Regions from separate parts of the Mus musculus genome. Here all the other regions are linked to region 1. Evidence: chromatin contacts called from public Hi-C and HiChIP or PLAC-seq data. All regions are on one chromosome and are shown on one strand. Each heading gives the region's core, a stretch centred on a gene start, on an enhancer-like site or on the middle of the called end of the contact. The rest is flanking DNA. Distances are from core to core; before and after follow the strand shown. Region 1 holds the start of Cbx8 (chromobox 8). Region 2 holds the start of Rbfox3 (RNA binding protein, fox-1 homolog (C. elegans) 3). Region 3 overlaps Ccdc40 (coiled-coil domain containing 40).

The links. A called contact is a pair of places that touch in the nucleus more often than the background predicts. HiChIP or PLAC-seq counts read pairs in DNA pulled down with a chosen protein or histone mark.
Region 2: a contact with region 1 is called in a Hi-C map of embryonic stem cells, with 6 times the contacts expected there. The contact joins the promoter of Rbfox3 here to the promoter of Cbx8 in region 1. A contact is called at or near these places in 2 of 39 promoter capture datasets (embryonic stem cells and epiblast stem cells), 11 of 484 Hi-C or Micro-C datasets (cerebral cortex, cortical neurons and embryonic stem cells) and 2 of 115 datasets of contacts at active chromatin or transcription factors (both in embryonic stem cells).
Region 3: an H3K4me3 HiChIP or PLAC-seq map of forebrain shows a contact between it and region 1, with 4 times the contacts expected there. The contact joins the enhancer-like site here to the promoter of Cbx8 in region 1. A contact is called at or near these places in 6 of 39 promoter capture datasets (cranial neural crest, hippocampal neurons, liver and 3 more), 4 of 15 datasets of contacts at CTCF or cohesin (embryonic stem cells, large pre-B cells and pro-B cells), 15 of 484 Hi-C or Micro-C datasets (B cells, CD4 T cells, the N1E-115 cell line and 9 more), 21 of 115 datasets of contacts at active chromatin or transcription factors (CD8 T cells, bone marrow-derived macrophages, craniofacial prominence and 14 more) and 5 of 9 other capture datasets (adipose tissue, embryonic stem cells, liver and 2 more).

Annotation. Positions count from the first base shown.
Region 1 is chr11:119,038,174-119,042,633 of GRCm38.p6, forward strand. Cbx8 (chromobox 8) reads right to left here and starts at 2,740. Exons shown (of 5, transcript NM_013926.1): 1 at 2,609-2,740; 2 at 2,175-2,218; 3 at 1,921-1,986; 4 at 1,759-1,825; 5 at 263-1,346. The coding sequence starts at 2,677. The coding sequence ends at 504.
Region 2 is chr11:118,906,410-118,910,854 of GRCm38.p6, forward strand. Rbfox3 (RNA binding protein, fox-1 homolog (C. elegans) 3) reads right to left here and starts at 3,163. Exons shown (of 15, transcript NM_001039167.1): 1 at 2,895-3,163.
Region 3 is chr11:119,247,342-119,252,205 of GRCm38.p6, forward strand. It overlaps Ccdc40 (coiled-coil domain containing 40), which reads left to right. Exons shown (of 21, transcript NM_001364767.1): 14 at 3,598-3,843; 15 at 4,462-4,675. It overlaps Gm35932 (predicted gene, 35932), which reads right to left. Exons shown (of 3, transcript NR_168666.1): 3 at 3,376-4,863. Among named protein-coding and RNA genes, the nearest start is that of Gm35932, 3.7 kb to the right of the region's middle. Within about 2 kb of position 1,845, at least 21 of the 459 cell types and tissues checked have an H3K27ac peak or open chromatin away from gene starts, as enhancers often do. A contact at or near this core is called in nephron progenitors, where this site is marked.

The sequences.
Region 1 (4,460 bases), core at 1,490-3,989:
TTGTTGGCCTAGCTGGCCAATGGGGAGGAGAGCAAAAATCTTCTGCGGTGCCAGGAGGGTTGGGAATCCGGCGGTGGAGGGAGGAGGTGGGCCAGCTGAGTCCCTCCACACACCCTCCAAAATCCCAGGGCCCAGGCCCCCAACTTTGCTGGTGCCCTGCAGGGACAGGGGCCCCTCCTGTGCCAGCTCAGTCTATCTCCCCTACCAAACCACAGTCTCTCTCTCTTTCTCTCTCTCTCTCTCCTCGTTTAAATAAAAGAACTTCAAGAGTTGAAATATATATATTTAGATATTTTTCTCTTAAATAACATATTTACATCTAATAGAAAATAGAACTCTAGAGATAATTTTCCAGCCAGAACTGAGGACGGAGGAATGAAAGGGAAGAGGGGTGTGAAGAAGGACAGGACCAGCCAGAGGCCACAGTCACCCAGAAATAAAAAGCACTAAGCCATTTGAGCTCACTCTCCCCTGCACTGGTCCTGGGCTCCCACCCCGGCAATTCATCTTTTTTCCTTAAAGAATCCTTGGTCCGTGTTGCTCTCCTTAATGGTGACGGTCAAAAAGTTTGAGGTCACATCTGTAACGACCACTTTCTCCAGGTTAGTCAGAGAGGGGCTCCAGGACTCTTCCTCTGGGTCCCCCAGGATCCTGGCCACTGGGATCCTGGCGATGAGGGAGGGCCTTCCCCCTTGCGCCCCCATGTCCCGATACAGGCTTCCCACTGAGGCTGGGGTGCCTGAACTATGTCGAACCCTGGCACCACCAGGGTCCAGGGCACCTTGGCCTTTGGCCTCCAGGAAAGCAGCCCTGTGCTTTATTACCCTGGCTGGAAAGGTGTCCACAGCCAACTTGCTCGAGGCCTCTGCTGAGCTAGGACTGGTCACACCATATTGCACCAGGTCTGAGTCCTGCCTTCGAGCAAGCTGGATCACACTGTGGCCAGCTGGGAACTTTCCTGTCCCAGAAGAGGTCTCATCCAGCTTCCTGCCTTTCAGGTACTCTCCAAGGCCGGCACTGGGCTCTCCCAAAGGTCTCTGTGAAGGGTCCAGGGGCTCCTTCCTGGGTTTCGGTCCTCGTTTCTTGGAGCTGTCCCCCGGTGAGCTGGGCTTGTCGTCTACACGGCTGGTACCCCTGTCCCTCTCTCGGTCCCGGTCCCGAGGTGGGTCTGCCCTGCAGGTACTGGTGCTGCTCCCTGGTGGGGGTAGCCCCGTGTTCCGCAGGCCCTCTCGGGCCCTGGAAGTAGACGCCAAATCCTGGGGTGAGCGGCCTGGGTAAGGGATCCGGATGCCTCTGGTAGAGTCACTTCTGAATTCATAGGTTTTGGCCTTTGCCTTGGCCTGGGCCTGCAGAAGGAAGTTGTTGTGAGGAGAAAAAAGCCCCGCCCCCGCCCACCCCACCCCCCCACGACCTCTAGCCTTGACTGCCCAACTTTCCCTGGATGCCTGGGAAATTCTAATTGAGTGGGGAGGTGGGCTCTTAGTAATAGTCTGGGGGAGGGGAATGAGGGTTTGTCTGGAAGAAGCCATTTGCAACCAACAGACTCCTTGTGTAACAGAGGTCTACTTGGGATGGCTGGAGGGGGGGTGGGAATGAAGGCCTTCTGGTGCAGCTAAGTCCTGCCTCTAGAACTCCGTGATGGGGCCTCTGACAGAAGTCCAGATTACAAATACACACAAGGCAAGGGCACCCATTGATTTACAAGCCCTGCAGATCCTCCCTGAACGGCACACTCCACCTCTGGAGATCGCAACATACCTTGAGAAGGAAGGTTTTAGGCTTGGGTCCTCGCTTTTTGGGGCCATAGAGCTCCATCTCCCGTTCCCTAAAGAAAGAAAAGAGAGAGAAGGGGGTGTGTCCTGGCTGCACCGAAGTCAGCGTGTATGGGTTCTAGTGAGTGGCTAGGCTAAGGGTCTGTACCTTTCCTCAAAGGCTGCAAGGAGGCGAGCATCCAGAATATTTTCTTCGGGCTCCCACGTGCTGTACCTAAAGGAAACCAGGAAGAATGGAGCATCAGTCCCTGGAGCAGGAGAGAGAGGACAGAGTGGAGGGCGTGTATGTGTGTGCAACTTTTCCGGCTGCCTTGTGTTGTATTTCAATGTGAAGGGGAAAAGAGGAAGAAAGAACCCTCCTCGATATCAGTGTGGGGTAGCGATTGCATATAACCTACTTACTTCTGCGACCAGCCCTTCCATTTCACGAGATATTCCATGCGTCCCTGCAGATGCAAAAGGGAAAATGCTTGTGTATGTGTGTGCGTGGGGAGAAATGCATGACGAGGACACAAGAAATACACACGAAAATGCATGCACCAAATGAATGCTCCAAACACTACCGCCAAAGGAACCAGTCCACTGCAGCACCCCTGCAGAAACGCTGCACAAAGTGCATGCACCGGCATTCATCCCCCACCCCACCCCCCATCCATGCAATCTGTGCAGGGCTGCAAGTCTAAGGAGAGCGCTGGGGCTGAGCCGCCGCCGCCGCCGCCACGGCCGCGGCCGCTGCTGGGACCTGGGGGAAGGGAGGCTGGGCTGCAGCAAGGGGAGGGAGCCTGGGCCCTGGTGAGGGAGAGTTCGCGTCGCCGCCCGCCTTCCCCTTCACCTACTTTGCGAATGCGCCGCTTCAGGAGGGCTTCGGCCGCGAACACCCGCTCCCCCACCGCCGAGAGCTCCATGTTGACTCGCCGCTTCCCCCCTCAGCCGCTTCCAGGAGCAGAAAAGCAGCAGCCAGCCCTCGACAGCCCATAATACTCTCCCGCTGACGTCAGTTCTCCTCCCTCCCCCGCGCACTCTCCCTCCCTCCACCCCCTCCCAGCGCTTCCTCCCGCCCCACGTGTTGCTAACGACGTTGCTAAAGCCAAGCGTCCTGGGCCCGTTCTGCGGGCGCTGATTGGACTAGCGCCCGGCCACGCCCCTCTCCCCGTCTCCCCTGCGTTGCTACGTGACCCGCGTTCCAATAGCCAGGAGGCGGGGTCTCTGTCCACTCCAGAGACCCAGAGGGAGGGGGAGCGAGCCGTCAGCGGAAGTGACGCCAAGCGGGGCGGGCCCGGCTGCTGTCAGTCTGCACGGCTGGACAGGGGGGCCGCTGCCCTAGGCTCCCGCCCCTGGCCCCCCTGCCTGATTGCCCAGCGTTTCCCCGGGTGCGTGGCTTGCCCCGCCGAGCTATTAGGGCTCCCTGCGTAGGTGCCAGCCAGGCGCTGCCCCTCTGCAGACCCAGGCCCTCCCCACCTGCCCATGCCCTAGCTGGCGCCATCCTGGTCGCCAGCCGCCGTTGATGCACAATGCACAGGTGCTGGGGCGCATCGAGCCGCGCCCGAACCCCCGGACCTACGTCGCTTGCGCCGAACCTACTAATTCCCTGACCCCTCCCTTGCGGCCGCGCACCCTGGGTCTCCATGGCAACGCCCCCTCCTCCCTTCTTCACCAGTCCCATCCAGCTAACAAATCAATGAGCCTGCTCTTGGTCTCCAGTCGCATAGCGCTGCCCGCGTCCACCCTCCGGGTCCTGCGAGCTGGCGTGGGCGCTTCTCCGGGCTCAGAAGCCCAAAGCAGACTGGCACAAGCCAGTGTTTACCGCCTGAATCCATCCTGAAGCGAGACCCTGCAGGAGGGGTCGCGAGCCTCCTCTTCCCACCCTCATTGTCCCCAAGTCTCAGCTGCCCTGCCCCAGCCTCTATTCCTGACCCAGCCTGCAGTTTCCGTCCAATCCACTCCTCAGTCCTGAGAGAAGTCAACCCTGACCACATCTGTCCCGGCCTGGGTGGGTTTAAGGAGCCTATGACCATCGAGGCAGAGCCTAGAGCCTGGCTAGCTCTGGAGGCGCCGCGGCTCTGCTCCAGACCTGGGTGCAGAGCTAGTGCACTTTCTGTCTCGGGCTCTTCTAGACGACGTAAGCGTAAGCGGGGGATTCCCGACAAACATCAGTATGGACTTTGAGGGGTGTGGCGGTATCTAGTGCGGCCTGGAAGAGACACCCCCACCCCCACCCCCGACGCGAAGATGGCAAGTCCCAGGTAGGGGACGAGGGTCGCGCAGAGATGCCTCAGTCCCTTTTACACACCTGAGTACACTCAATGACCTTTTGCTCCTAGGCTCTCTTTCCTCCCCTCGTGGTAACCCCTGTTGAGGCGCGGGGGGGGGGGGGGTTCAACAGCAGCTATCCCCACATTGCCCTTTTACTACCCAAGCTCCAGATCACAGAGCCCGACCTCGGAACACACAATTTATTTAAATCGCGATATCAACTTGGCTGAAAAAAGTTTCCCTTGGCCAAGAAGAGGCTGGGAAAAGGGGAGAGAGAAAAAGAAAAAACGACGAAGCCCGGAAAACAGCGAGCTAAGGAGTCTGTTTCGAAAGGCAGGAAGCCCAGAGCGCAAAGCTGGCCTCGGGTCCAAGGCGCTACACACTGCACGCGCCAGTGCTGGCCTTGGGGCTAGCTCCGAGTTGGGCCCGCTGCGC
Region 2 (4,445 bases), core at 1,913-4,412, 130 kb before region 1:
CGCACAATGGAGACCAGACCCTGTTGAGCCAGCTCAGCTAAGACCAGGCACTACGAATTGCATCTTCTCTGCCAGCCTAGTCCATCTCCACACACCAAATAGCCCTTCCATCTCTCTTGCGTGGCTGCCACAAGACCACACACTGGGGAATGATGCCCAAGAGACCTCCTTACTGTAATTACCTCTGCTCTGGCCTGGACCTCCCTGACCCTGTTGGCATGGGGACTCCTCCTGTACCTTCCAAGCAGGATGAAGACTAATAAGCCCCGGATCTCAGTGTCCACAGGACACAAGACAGGCAGAGGTGGCAGAAGAGTGAAACGCTGCAGCTCGGCCCTAGCCCTGTCCTTGGTGCTGCCGCCCTCTGTGCGGCTGCGTGGCAGGTCAGCCTTTGCTCCTGACCAGCGTCTGTCTGGTCCCTGCTGAAGGGCAGTAAATTCACCCAGGCCTGCTGCGGCTCTGCCTGAGGTCGTGGAGCCTTTGCAGCGAAGGTGAAGGCACAGCATTGCTAGAGGCCCGATCTATAGGGACTTTCCTAGACTCTGGGCTCTTCCTATAGACCCAAGACTATCTGGTTGTTTGGGCCTCCGAGAAGGATGGTACAGAGTAATTGTCAGGGTTCTCTTTCATTAGTGAGAGTGGGAGGGCGGGCAGACAGTTGGAAACGTTGATCTATACCAGAAATCCTCAGGGCTTGGGGCAAACAGCCTGTATGACCTGGCCAACCCTCCCCTGGCACTCAGCTGCCTCCCTAGGAGCATCTAATGGGGTCTGATGCGCCCCGCTTCAGCTCTGCCTCACCTCCCTAGCCTCCTATGGGTTCCCCCATCTTCCCCTCTACAGCCCAGTGTTCCCAGAGCTCCAAGCCCAGCCGGGAAAGTAGGGGTTAAGCGCTGCTTCCCCGAGTGTGCAGTGCGCTTAGCTCCCACGCAGGGAGGCCTCTGGTCCCCGGGGAGGGCGGAGGCGGCAGCTCGATCCTCCCTCTGGGCCCAGGGGAGCTCCTCGCCCGCGGGGGACGAGGGGCTGGCTCTGAGAAGGCGCCCCCTGCCCCACATGCCCACCCTACAGCGGCCCTGACCACCTCGCCAGCGCCTCTCTTCCACCAGCAGGCGCCTTCTCTACAACTTTCTCCCTTCCCAGTAGTCGCTCACCTGGAGGGTCTGGTTTTAATTAGTGTAATATCCCCGTTACCAGCGCAGCCTGATTAAGACATCCGCCCTGATCCGCGATGCGCACTTAATGAGCTCAGTCTGCCATAATGTTTGTACTTTTTTTTTTCATTATTTTTTGCAGACCAGTAAAACCAAAGCTGATTTCTGCTGAAAGACCTCATTACCCGAGACCCTACTCCATTAGCCCCGTACCTGCTCTGGACCCTAGACTCCCCGATGCGCTCCCGAGGCGTCCCCAGCTTAGCCGGCGTTTGTGACAGAAAATTAACGACCCTGCGCGCACCAGAAGGCACTTCACCTCCAGCCGGAGGAGGAAGGGACTTGCCCAGAAGAAGAAAGGATCCCTCAGTCCCTGTCCATAGCTCCCACTGTGGGTGTCTCGCACATCGAGAGACTACTGGCGCCACCGGCGTCCTTTTTAAAAGTGACCATTAAATAATTAGAGTGCGTCTGAAAAGCAGAATCCAAAAGGGGGAGCGGGGATGTGGCTCGGCCATCCTGGACCCTCCTCACCTCGCAGCCCACACACACTAGCCGACGTCAGTGAGCTTCGTGAACAGCCAACCAACCCCCAATCTCATGCAAGACCCAAGATCCTGGGTCTGTTCCAGCTGTCTAATAGGGTCTCAATGCCCCCCCCCCGTGCTGGTCGCGTCTTGCTCCGGGTACAGACTGGGTGCGGGACCTGGGTGGCCAGGACACTGAAGGGCTGCATGCCAATGGATAGGGGCGAAGCTTCATCAGGGAGCTCCCAGAGGACCGCCGGCCTGAAGCCACCCCCTGACACCTTTCTCCTGAAGAAGACAGCCCCAGGAGAATCCCACCACCTCCCGGGGCCACAAGTCAGAAAGTTTGGGCTAGGGTTGTGCAGGCCACCTTAGCAAAGCTTTCCCAGCCGGGCTGTCCCAGCCCTGTAGCTGTGCCAAAGCGAGCAGTAACCTCCGATCCTTGCTCACGCCTCTGGGAAGACTCGGCCCCGAGCGCCCCCCAGCTCGCGGACTAGAGAGCCCTGTGCGCCACCCGCGCCTGTTCCACGCGTGCCGCTATGCTGAGGGCTCTGGTCCTCCCGAGAGAGCCGAGGAGGACCTCAGTCCTCCCACAACTCCTTGAGGTCATCAGTCAGTCCCCTCGGCCGGCTCTCCTCCTCCTGGACCCCAGCAGCCCTCCCGAGCCTGAGGATGGCGAGAGTCGCACGCCGTAGCGCATCAGGGTCGCCAGCCGTGCTTCCAGCCCTGCGGGTTGGGGCCGCCTCCCTGATGCGCCCCGCGGGCCGGGATCTCCGTGCGCCACGGCTTCCCCCCAATCCTGGGAGTTCCCAGAGCCGGGCATTGTGCCGCCGCCGCCGCCGCCGCCGCCGCCGCCACGGGCACGCAGCGCGCGGGACTCCCCGGTGTCTCCATGGAGCCTGACCCCGGGCCTTCCCATTTACAAAATCTCCCCTCTGGTTTCCCAGGGGAGCCCGGAGCCCGGAGCCACGACCCCAGCCCCCGCACAACTCGGGAACCCCGACCTCGCGCGCAGACCCCTGACCCCCAAGGGCGCCACCCCATCCTCGCGCGACCTCAGGTCTGTCCCCAGCCACGCTCCGCAGCCCCGCGTCCTCGCCGGCCCCGCCTCCCACTGCGGGGTCCCGTGCGCCCCTCCCCGGGCCGTGCCCACAGTCCCAGCCGGCCCCTCGCGATGGTCGTGACCGAGGTGGAAGCCCAGGGTCTGGCTACTCACGGGTTCAGCGTTCCCCACGGCAGGTGACGGGGCCCTGGCGGCCATGCCCCGGCTGCATCCCGGCCGCCCCGGCGAGCCGGCGGCAAGGGGCGCGAGAGGCCGGGTTGGAGCGGCGGTGGCTGCCGCGGCGTCTCCGGAGACCACGCGAGCTGCTGGGGCAGGCGCCCGACTGCTGTCCGAGGAGGTTTCCGCCGGTTCCGGAGCAACGGCTCCGTGTCCCCGCTCCGCTTGCCTCGCCGACTCTCTCTCTCTCTCTCTCTCTCTCTCTCTCTCTCTCTCTCTCTCTCTCTCTCTCTCTCTCTCTCTGCCACCCCCCCCTCGTTCCTCTGGCTGGCTCGGCTGAAGCGAGAAGGCAGCAGGAGCACGCGGCGGCGGTGGCGGTGGTGGTGGCGGCTGCACGGGCGGAGCGCGCAGCTCGGCGAGGGAGGGAGGGGGCTCCGGCGGTCGCGCGGCCAGGGAGGGCGGCGAGGCAGGGAGGGCCGCGAGCCAGCTGAATGTGGCCACAGGAGCCCTGGAGTCCCAGCTCCAGCCTTGGAGAACGGGGATGCGTAGGCTGGTGAGACTTGTAGGGCACCCTAGAGCTCAGAAGGAGCTGGGCTCCTCCGAGCTCACCACCACCACCACCGCTGTGGTCTCACCTCCCCTTCCTCCCTCCCTTCTTCTGGGCGACCTCAGTGTAAGTCATCACTAGCAACACTTAGCAGGACCCCTGCACCCTCGTTCCACTGGGACCGGTTTCTCTCGCTCTGCCCAGGGGTCCCTAGAAAGACTTGGTCGCTGAATGGCAGGAATGGATGTCCCCTCCCCCACGCCTCTCCAGCTAGTCTGCAGCGCCCGCGCCTAACTGGCCACTGGGGAAGACCCTTAATAGGCCTGGAGTTCCATGCCTTGCCTTCCTGAGAATCACAGAGCAGGCGGGGAGGCAGGAGGCCTACCCTGGAACAGGACACAGGGAGGACACACTTGTCCCCGCTGATAATCCTATGGCCTTAAATATTTCCATCCAGGTCAGTTAGGAGAACCTAAAACCAGAAGAGTTCCAGCCTCCCCCTAACCCAGGGAAAGGGAGTCTAGCGTGGTCTGAGGTCCGGCATCTCTAGTCTTGGGAAAAGAAAGGGGTTGGGAGGCAGGCATTGCCTCTGAGCTGTCAAGATGAGACCCAGGTACAACAGTGGGGCTAGTTACTGGCATTCAGCCCCAGAAGTGAGCAAAGAGGCTAGATGATACCCAAAGGCTTTAAACTGGATCCAGATACTGTTCTATATGAAAGACGAAAATAAAAGACAATCACCATGCAGTGCCTGGACTCTGGGACCTGCACTCTCAAAGGACATTTGCAATCTAAAAAACAAAAAACAACAACAACAAAACAAACAACAACAACAAAACATGATTAAAAAACAAGCCTGATACACGTTGCTGGATGCTGTTTGTAAAACCATCAGCTTCTTGCACCTAACTAAGCTTCCAGTGTGAGGCACATACCACGGAGCCTGGGGCCCTGTGGGTAGGGCAGCTAGACAGAGTAGAGAAGAGGGAGAATAAGAGAGG
Region 3 (4,864 bases), core at 595-3,094, 210 kb after region 1:
ATCATGCTAACACTGCATTCTTGTTAGATATCTGATTCCAGGTCCAATCAAATATATTTTTTTATTAGTTTCATTGAACTGTGACACAGTGTTTAAAAAAAGATTTGTTTTATGTATATGAGTACACGTACGTAGCTGTGCAGATGGTTGTGAGCCTTCATGTGGTTGTTGGGAACTGAGTTTTAGGACCTCTGCTCGCTCCGGTCAGCCACACTTGCTCAGTCCTTGCTCGCCCTGGCCCAAAGATTTATGTATTATTATACATAAGTACACTGTAACTGACTTCAGACACACCAGAAGAGGGCATCAGATCTCATTATGGATGGTTGTGAGCCACCATGTGGTTGCTGGGATTTGATCTCGGGACCTCTGGAAGAGCAGTCAGTGCTCTTACCCACTGAGCCATCTCACCAGCCCCCTGTGGCACAGTTTTGTTTTATTTTATTGTATTGTATTTTATTTTATTTTTTGAGACTGGTCTCTCTCTGTAGCCGATTGTCCTAGGATTTACCACAGAGCACATGTCGGCCTCAGACCCGTGGCTGTCTGTGTGCCCCCACCTCTCAAGTGCTGGATTGTGGGGTGAGCCCCCACACCCTGCTCCTTTTTTCCTTCCTTTCATCACATGGTAGGATCCCGCTGGAATCTCTGTCTCGAGTGGCCCTGAGGAGGGCATGGCCCCACCCCCTAAGGGAGCACGACAGCCTGGCTGAGTCTGGCTGAGGACACATCCCCACAGGAGGACTGCTCAGTTGTTTTCTCACACCACACAGTCTTAGGAAGAGAGTCTGGCCCACCCTGGCCCGGCCAGCGCCGGTCCATGCTATCAGCTGCCCCACCCCATGCAGATACACTCCCCACATTTTCTTTTTTTCTTTAAGATTTATTTATTTGTTATTTTATGTATATGAGTACACTGCTGTACAGATGGTTGTGAGCCATCATGTGGTTGCTGGAAATTGGATTTAGGTCCTTTGCTCGCTCCGGACAGTCCCGCTCACACTAGCCCTGCTTGCTCCGGCCCAAAGATTTATTTATTATTAAAAATAAGCACACTGCATCTGTCTTCAGAAGCACCAGAAGAGGGCGTCAGATCTCATTATGGGTGGTTGTGAGCCACCATGTGGTTGCTGGGATTTGAACTCAGGACCTTCGGAAGAGCAGTCAGTGCTCTTAACGGCTGAGCCAGATGGAGTGGATCTCCAGCCCCACTCCCTACATTTTCAGCTCCAGCTGTGCCACCCCAACACAGGCTTTTTGGTTCCATCCTGGAACCTGGGAGATGGGGAACACCCAAGTGTCTCTTCAGTTAAGTCTTGAATCCAGCTCCCTGGAACCTGAGCCTCAGCGCTCCCTCTGGCTAGGGCCTTGGGTGCAGGCAGCTTCAGGCCCCCGGGAGCTCAGCTGTCTTTCCTGTTATCTGGAAGGAGGCAGAGAACCTGCCCAGTCGCCAGCCACCACTCCTGACATAGTGACTACTTATCAGGAGTAGACATGGCTGTTGCCACCTGTCCTCCTAAAAGGACAGCCACTTGTCCGGCAGCCTAGGCATCCGTGATTCACACACACCCTGGCAGGAGGGGAGCTCACTTCTGCCCTGACTGGACACGGCTGGCAGCAGCTAATGCATATATGGCCCAACTGGATCTCCTTGGAATCTTTCCTTGGGAGCAGGGCAGGGAGCGAGAGAAGGTGGTTAAGGACTTTTGAGACTCTAGGGAGCGTGGTGGGTATGAAGTAGCCTGCCCGGCCCCATAGCTGCCCAGACCAGTATTGGCCCCACCCTGCCCTGTCCTAGACTGGACATGAACTATCACCACCTTTTCCCACCAGAGGGCAGTAAAGAGTCTTTAAGCTAACAACTTTGTATGTCACCATGGTTTTCAAACAGAAGTATAGCCCTTGAAAGGGGACACCGGTACTCAAAAGTCCTGTGCACTGGTGACATGTGTGGGAGGGAAGGAGCCTGTCTGGAGAGAGGATCAGAAGGAGGGCAGTCACGTTCTGTCTGGAGCTGGTGCAGGAGGAAGGGGGTGTGTGTGTGTGTGTGTCGATGCAGAATCTCATTATAAACTCAGAGGCAGTGACAAGGTCCTGAGGTCCTGGGTGGCCAGGCTGCTTGCCTTGGGTGGCAGAGGGCAGTGTTGCATCTGGTCACAGTGCAAGAGGAAGAAAGATGCCATGCAGGATGCAGAGTCTCACTGCGCACTGCACAGCTGTCAAAAAACAGACAGCTTTAATCTCAGCCTCTGGGAGGCAGAGGCAGAGGCAGGTGGATCACTGTGAGTCTGAGGTCAGCCAGCACACTGAGAGACTCTCAAAACAATTTTTTTTTTTTTTTTTTTTTTTTTTTTTTTTTGCTGGTGGTGGCGCACACCTTTAATCCCAGCACTTGTTAGGCAGACAGAGGCAGGCGGATTCTGAGTTCGAGGCCAGCCTGCTCTACAGAGTGAGTTCCAGAACAGCCAGGGCTACACAGAGAAACCCTGTCTCAAAAAAATTGTTTTTTCTTTAATTACACAAGAAAATGAGACAGGATCTGTCAGACTAAAGAGTTCAGTGGAGTGTGGTCCCACCATGCTCTCCTGAGGAGCACAGGAGGACATACGCTACACTGGGAGAAAGGTAGGATTCCAGGTGGTCCTCCTGGTGGCTTTGTGATAAGAGCTGCCCATGATTCAACACGCTCCCTCCCCAAACTTGTACCCTGCTTGTTTACAAGAAAAACGAGACATGGACAGCTTGCTTTCTCCCCTGTTCTCTCCTCCTCGCCCCTCCCCTCCCCTCCCCGCTCCTCTCCTTCCTCCCTTCAAGGTGTAATATAACCTATATAACCCTGGCTGGCCTGGAATTCAATATGTAGACCAAGGTGTTCTCAGAGTCACGGTGATCCTCCTGCCTCTGCCTCTCACATGCTGGGATTAAGGACATGAAGCAGCCAGGAGCGGAGGCAGGGGGACCTCTAAGTTTGAGGCCAGCCTGGTCTACAGAGCAAGTTCCAGGACAACCAGGGCTACACAGAGAAACCCTGTCTCAAGAAATAAACAGGAGCTGGAGAGATAGCTCAGGGAATAAGAGCACTGACTGCTCTTCCAGAGGCCCTGAGTTCAACTCCCAGCAACCACATGGTGGCTCACAACCATCTATAACAGGATCTGATGCATTCTTCTGGTATGTTTGAAGAAAGTGACAGTGTACGCATATAAATAAATAAAATAAATAAATACATCTTTTAAAAAAAAGACGTGTCTCAAAAAAATAAATAAACAAAAAAACCAGCATTCCAGCCCCCAATCCGTTTTTTGAGAGAGAGACAAAGAGAATGTCTTTTGTGGCCCACACTTGAGCCTCCCATCAGCTAGAATCACAGGCATGGGCCACAACACTGCTTTATTTTATGCACGCTGTCTCCATTGGGTAAGCAGGCCCCTTGTGCTTTGTGGTGGTCCTTGAAGGTCCTTGAGATGCAGGGCCAGTTAGCTTCCTCCTGATGGCATGCAGGGATCTCTTCATATACCAGTCGAATGTCGAGGACACTGCAGTCTAGCCCAGCCAAAGACGGAGAAAGCTCACACCTATGTCCCTTCGTGCCCTCAGGTGACACATCTTTCAAAAATTGACGGCGATATCGCCCAGGCCACCCTGGACATCACCAACACCAACTGCAAAATAGACATGCATAAGAAGACGCTGGCAGAGATGGACAAGGAGGTAAAGAGGTTCAACGATCTCATCACCAACAGCGAGAGCGAGATCGCCCGGCGCACCATCCTCATTGAGAGGAAGCAGAGCCTCATCAACTTCTTCAACAAGCAGCTGGAACAGATGGTGTCGGAGCTGGGGGTGAGGCGCCGCCCAGAGCCCCGAGCCACGCCCTCTCCCCGCTCCCTTCCCCCATCACTGTAGTGAAGTGTCCCAAGTGTGAGGACTCTCTGAGCCCCTGGAGTCAATGCCTTGATTCATGGTTCTCCGTAGCCCCCTCCAAAAGAAGGCCTTCCGGGAGCTAGCTCAATCGGCAAGGCAGTTGCTTTGTCGTCATAAAGATGTGGGTCCACCCAGCACCCACAGTAAAAGCCAGGCAGGGGACCTCTGCACCCCAGAGCTGGGAAAGAGGCTGTAGTATTGCTGTGGCCTGTTGGCCAGTCAGTCTAATCAGCCAGTGAGTAACAGGTTCAGCAGGAGACGCTGTCTGAACAAACTAACACTCAGTGTGGAAACCTTACCTCCATGGCTACACAGGCGCGCACACAGACACAGACACACACACACACATATATATATATACACACACACACACACATATATATATACACACACACACACACACATATACACACACACATATATATATATATATATATATATATATATATATATATACATACCACACATAAGTAATAATAATAATGCACGCCCGTGGAGCCCAAGGCTCATGCTTCACTTTTATTAACTCCCCTCCAGGGGGAAGAAGCTGGACCCCTGGAACTGGAGATCAAAAGGCTGTCGAAGCTGACAGAAGAGTACAACACGGGAGTGGCTGAGGCGCAGATGACCTGGTTGCGCCTGCAGCAGGAACTGGTCCAGGTCACGCATGAGCGCGAGGAGCAGCTGGTGTCCGTGGACCAACTGAAGAAGGAGGTGCACATCATGGAACAAAAGAAGCTTCGCATAGAGAGTGAGCCTGGGGCGCTCTGGGGAAGGGGCCACACAGCACTAAGCTCTGCCAGCCACGCGAACCCCAGACCAGGCAGCACGCACCCGCACCCGTAATCCCAGCAGTCGGTAGGCTGTAAATTTGAGGCTGGCCTGGGCTAAATAGAAAAACCCTGTTTCAAAACAGAAGCAAAGCAAGCCATGAAAATGC